2 separate regions of the Lactuca sativa genome follow, and region 2 is linked to region 1. The links are chromatin contacts, called in public Hi-C maps. All regions are on one chromosome and are shown on one strand. The core of a region is the stretch at or near the end of the contact, and the rest is flanking DNA. Distances in the headings are between cores, read along the strand shown. Region 1 holds the start of LOC111914975 (serine/threonine-protein kinase STY46). Region 2 holds the start of LOC111914976 (24-methylenesterol C-methyltransferase 3).

Region 1 (2,949 bases), core at 137-2,636:
CCTGCTATGCACTCACAAAGAATTATTAAGATGAGAAAGATTATAAATAATTAATAAAATAACATTAACATAAAAAGGCACCACAGAGGGCATTCACGTCTTCTGCACATTCAAGACATTGAGAGTGAGTCATGTGATAATGTCCTATCTTGTTCACCTTTTTGGGTGCGAAAAAAAATTGCAACTTTTGTCTTGTTGACATAAGTTTCAAGTTTTAGTCTAATTCATGTCAAACAAAGTCTAATGCATGTCAAACACAGTACAAAATACAAACCTGAACAAGGCGAACATCGAATACAGGCCGATTAGCAGGATCATGTGCTAAACTCAGCAATCTCTTGTGCATGAGTACATCTTCTGCCCTTTCGACATTTACATCAAGTGCATACCTTCAATACAGCACAGAAAATGCATCAGATATGATATGAATAAACTATTCAACTTTAATTTCCAACTCGCCAGAAGAAAATATTAAAATATATTATCCAAGTGGTATTAAAAAACAAAGAAATCCCTAGGTTAAACAGATCCACTTACAGACAAAAACAACATATAAAATATTATATAATGTGGAAGATTTATATATATACCAGTAGAAAAACTAATAAACATAGACAAATTGCTACGCAGAAAATCGTTGAATACAATTTAATCAATGATAGATGACAAAAAAGTGTCTGAAGATCGAAGAAACAAAATTTGCTTCCTTCAACACTAAATGTTAATTCCGCCTTTTTCAATCCAAATCAACATTAAAAAAACATAAAATTCATTTACAAATGTGATCTGTTTTACGTTTTGATCATCTGTGGTTCTATTATCAAAAAAAAAAAACAAGGTTGAAATTGAATGGCTATTCAATAAGAAAAGAAGATTAATGGATTTCACATATACCTGGTCGGAAGACGATTGAAGTGCGCAAAGAGCTCGTCATCAAAACCAGGTTCTTTGGCTTCATCGCTGCTCGATTCTTTGAGTCGCAGAAGAATCTCATTGTAAACCTCTAGCTTTTGTATATGATTCCGGTTATTGTTATTATTCATCGCCGCCGTGGACGGCCGCTTCGATTCCATACTCATACTATCACAGCGCTCGTTATCCACCGTCACCATTGATACAAAATCAAAAATATATTTATCTACGTAAATCAAATTAAGCAACAAAAACCCCAAAATTCTTTCGAGATCCGATTGAATCACTTTTCAAGTTATAAAAGGAAGATTGAAGAACGTAATCTTCAAATTTGATGCGCAGTGTGCCTTCCGCTATGTGCATACATTGTGTACATATTCATGCCTTCTCTCACCCTCTCTATATATAGTATGTGTAGGGAGAAATTCTTAATTTATCTGTTTTCTATTTTCGGGTTAAAAACGGTGTCGTCCTGTGCAAATTAAATTTTACAAGAGGAATGAAATTGTCGTGTATAGCATAAGTCCTTCGATTAACATAATTCATCAACAACATTTTAGTAGTATGATGTTTATCCTTATCAAAAAAGTGGACATATTTTAATAAGATTTGTTGGAAAAGTCTTTAAATATATGAAGACATAAAACCGGGTTAATGTTTTTATTTTTAGGAATTTTGCTATTGAAATACTTTTTAGTCGGTTGTACAGATGATGATATAGTAAGATACTACTTAATGATAATGAAATTTTATGGATCAATAGTAAAATAACAATAAAATAATACCTAAAGCAATAGCATAATCTTTCTTAATAAATAAATTTTTTTTTTCCACGTATCAATCTCTTATGAGTTTTGACCTTTGTCATTTTATGGTATTTCTAAAATAAATATTAGGCACTTTTTAATTTTTGATTTGTTTTAATTTTTAAAATTAAAGTCATATACTTATATATATATATAAAATATTAATTATCATATATGATATTAAATTGCAATAAATATGTTTTCTTTCTTTCTTATTTTAAAAGTTGTACATTAAAAATATTTTCTGTTTACACTTTAATTTAATGTTTAATTTTTTTTTAAATCAACCCGTGTAATACACAGGTATTACACCTAGTACTCATTACATAAAGATTAAAATAAGATAATACATACCATCTATTATATAGAGGAAAAATGATATATTTACAGTAAAATAATATTTTTTGCGAAAATATAATAAAATTACAATATATGATCTGGATCATACTAAAAGAATATAATAAGATTCATTAAAACGATATTATTTGATCTGGTTCAGACATAAATATTACATAAAATTATCGGATCATACATACTTTTTTTAAGAAATAAGACACATAAAATGATAATTTTTTTATATTAATTTAGTTATTTTGATACTTGTAGATTTTTTGTACTTGTAATATAAATTTTGGAATTATTTTAATTCATAGGCTTCACTGAGAATGTTCATTTTTTAAATATGTATATCTTAGAACCATATTGTATATAATTTTGTTACAGTAAAATATTTTCGCAGTTAAATTTTATGTCATACAATTATAACACGCCAAGAATAATACATATCATTATGGAACTTCTATTTGATTCTAAGTTTAAAATATTTATCATTTAGTTATCGGTTTTCAGAGTATCCTTCCATTATAAATCAAAATCTTTTTGTCATATGCCTTATTCTCCTTCATTTGGACAAATGTCATTTTCTAGAATTTTTGAATTTTTTATTTTCCATTTGTCATTTTATTGTACTTTTAATTTTATTAAATTAAAATTCACATTTAAAATGTAAGATAATATATATGTAAGGTATTTATTAGAAATGGTTTATATATGTAATGTATTCAATTTATTAAAGCCTCATTAATTTCAATAATTTAATTTTTTTTTTATTTTTCTTATAAATTCAAACTTCTCAAATTGTTAAAATTTCATATCAATTTTTTTTTTTAAATAAACCTATCTCACACCTAGTTTATTATAAATTAAAAGTAATTAAATTATTTCTTTTTAT
Region 2 (2,964 bases), core at 212-2,711, 180 kb before region 1:
CAGCAAATCATATCAAATAAAAGATTACTATGTTGATTTTTCCCCAAATTTGAATAAATAATCCTCAAACAGGCTCCATTCAATACAAAAAAAATTGAAAAGGAAAAAGATTGATCTTCAAGATTAATCGCATAAATTAGGAAAAGATTTAGATCTATCCAGAAACAGAGATTAAATTAAAAACAGGAGATTGAACTAATAATTAAGATAAAGGGCACAAAAGAGCTAAGGTTTCACAAAAACAAACTATTAGTATTGAGAATAAACCTCAAATACTGCCGATGTGATCAAGCTTCTTGAGGTTTTTCAGGCTTTCTGCAGAGGATCATATGCATCGGAGTGAATATTCCGGTTTCTCCACCTCTGGTGAGATAATCCGCTGTTTTGAAGAGCATTTCGTGGACATCAATGGTGCCTTTGGGTGCAACCCCTAGCGTTTCGAGCACCATGACTACGATATGGTTCCTCCAGTAAGCAAGTCTTCCCATCTTCAACCTCGACCACCATGGTCTCGCCGGAGGCTTTGCCAAATCCTTCTCTTTTACCACCTCAAACCCTACCTTCTTCGCTGTCTCTGCAATATCGGAGTAACTCCTCAATCCAGGCAAGGCGTCGCCTCTCTCGATCCCCTGAATGATGTCTACATGTTCTGGATCTTCACCTCTGTACAATTCGGTTGTCACCCATTCATACGAAACGTACAGCGATCCAGGCTTTAAAACCCTAAAAATCTCGCTGTAAACATCTTCGAGCTTTGGCGCGTGGCAAGTCGCCTCGATTGAGTACGCGCCGTCGAAGCTCTCGTCTTCAAAAGGCATTTCTAAAAAGTTCCCGCATACGACGTCGCATTGCTTGTCCAATCCTGCTTTTTTGTTGTGAGCCTTCGCTCGGCTCACCTGATACTCGTTAATCGTAATTCCGACAACATTGCAGCCTGAATGAGCTGCGATTGCACGCATCGGACCTCCAACGCCGCATCCAGCATCGAGAATCTTCTGGCCAGGTTTTACACCGATCAGATCTACAGCCATCTGTTCGTGGATTTTAGTCGATTCGAGGTTCGATTTCCCAGGGATCGCAGGTGAAAAGTGAAAAGATTGCCCCCAGCCCCATTCGTAGATGTCAGTGACGAGATTGTAGAAGGTATCGACAAAGGCGGGGACTTTTTCTGCTTTTTCAATCTCTTTAGGGCGGCGGAAGAAAGACCAATACTCGTTGTAATTCTCTTGGACTTGTTCACGGTCGATGGAGCCACCGGAGAGATCGACGGCACGTTTTCCCTTTTGTTCGGCAGCTCCGAGCATGCAAACGAACCAGTAAAGGCCGCCGGCGAGGAGAGAGGCGGTGCAGACAAGGGCGATGGAGTCCATGATTGTAGAGAGAGAGAAGGGAGATAGTGAAGTTGTGGAAGAAAGTGAAGACTTTTATGGTGGAGGATTCCTATGGAATGTGGGTTTTTTTTCTACGTGTGGCTTTCAATGAAAGTAACGGTGCATTTCCTAGTTGTCTTTAGTCGACATTTTAAAATGAATTATCGATCTAATTTGTCAATAAAGTTTTGGTTTTTTCATTATTTAGTCCGGTTAAAATGTTAAAATAGATAATAACTTAAAAGATAATATATTTTTTGTTTTATAAATATTTAGTCATTCATTTTTTATTTTGTCCATATTTTTTCATGGAGCTTGTTGAACTAATCAAAATTCAAATAACATCCTTATGACCTGATATCAGAGGTTTGATCGTATTTGATAGCTCCGGTCATCTTTTCCGGCGAGACTCCGGTAGGTCTCCAAAGTTCATGATTTTTTTTGGCTTAGTCAAGAACTCTGGTATATTCTTTCATTCTCACTTCCTTCTCTTTACTCGTGAACTCAAGAACTAAGATCTGTGATAAACATACACATCAGATTGCTGTTCATCGTCTTTAACCTCCGGTCATGGTGTTCTTAAGCAAATCTAAACTGATTTCTTGACTAAAGCTCCAGTTTTCGAAGAATAAAACCCAAAAACAATTTTATATTCAAGTTTTTAAGAGCAAACTTAATTTCCAGAAAGGAAATCGAAGATTTCTGAGTGTGTGTTCATGTTTATCTTTTTTTGAATGTGTGTTCGTGTTCATCTTTTTCTGTGTTCGTGTTAATCTCTTTAGATTTTGATTTTTAAATAATAAACAAAATAACACACACACACACACATAAGATTTGGGTATGTATTCTTGAAAATCGAATGAAGATATATGAAGATCTGAAAATCGAATGAAGATATCTGAAGATCTGAAAATCAATTTGTGTGTTCTTGAAGAAAAATTGTGTGTGTGTTCTTGAACGATGTGTGTTCTTAAACAAAAATCGTGTTTTGACCTGATTTGAGTTCCATTTTCATTTTCCTTGATCGATGTGTGTTCTTGAACAAAAGTCGATGAGTGTGTGTTTATCTTTTTTCCAGAAATCAAATGATCTTCAAGGTATGTGTGTGTGTGTGTTCATCTTCTTTACAAAAATCAAAAATCATTGTGTGTGTTCATCTTTTTCACATAAATCAAAAAATCTCGAGAAGTGTTTGTGTGTATGTATTCATGCTTGAACATCATATTTGGGTTTATTGGAACGATTTTTAAATGTGTTCATGCTAGATTTTGGAACAACACACATAAACTCATCTGATGTGTATGTATGTGTGTTCATCACAAATCTTGAGTTCATGAGAAAATATAAGAAAAAGAGAAGGGAGAATAGAAGCTGAAACAAATATGAAGTATGTATGTTCATCTTCGCCAGAAAAATCATGAACGTCGGAGACTCGCTAGAGAAGATGACCGGAGCATCGTCGAAGGTGTCAAATATGTCGGAAATAGGCTAAACCTCCAAAACAGGTCATAAGGATGAATTACTTGTTCATGCGATGTACTCTAGTGATTTGTATTTTTAGGGAATCTCTGAAGCAGCATTATATAAGCGATGT

What was found. A called contact is a pair of places that touch in the nucleus more often than the background predicts.
Region 2: a Hi-C map of seed shows a contact between it and region 1, with 5 times the contacts expected there. The contact joins the promoter of LOC111914976 here to the promoter of LOC111914975 in region 1. A contact is called at or near these places in 2 of 4 Hi-C or Micro-C datasets (leaf and seed).

What each region holds. Positions count from the first base shown.
Region 1 is chr8:202,872,975-202,875,923 of Lsat_Salinas_v11, reverse strand. It overlaps LOC111914975 (serine/threonine-protein kinase STY46), which reads right to left and starts at 1,386. Exons shown (of 16, transcript XM_023910681.3): 1 at 895-1,386; 2 at 275-389. The coding sequence starts at 1,112.
Region 2 is chr8:203,048,301-203,051,264 of Lsat_Salinas_v11, reverse strand. LOC111914976 (24-methylenesterol C-methyltransferase 3) reads right to left here and starts at 1,461. Exons shown (of 1, transcript XM_023910683.2): 1 at 111-1,461. The coding sequence starts at 1,370. The coding sequence ends at 288.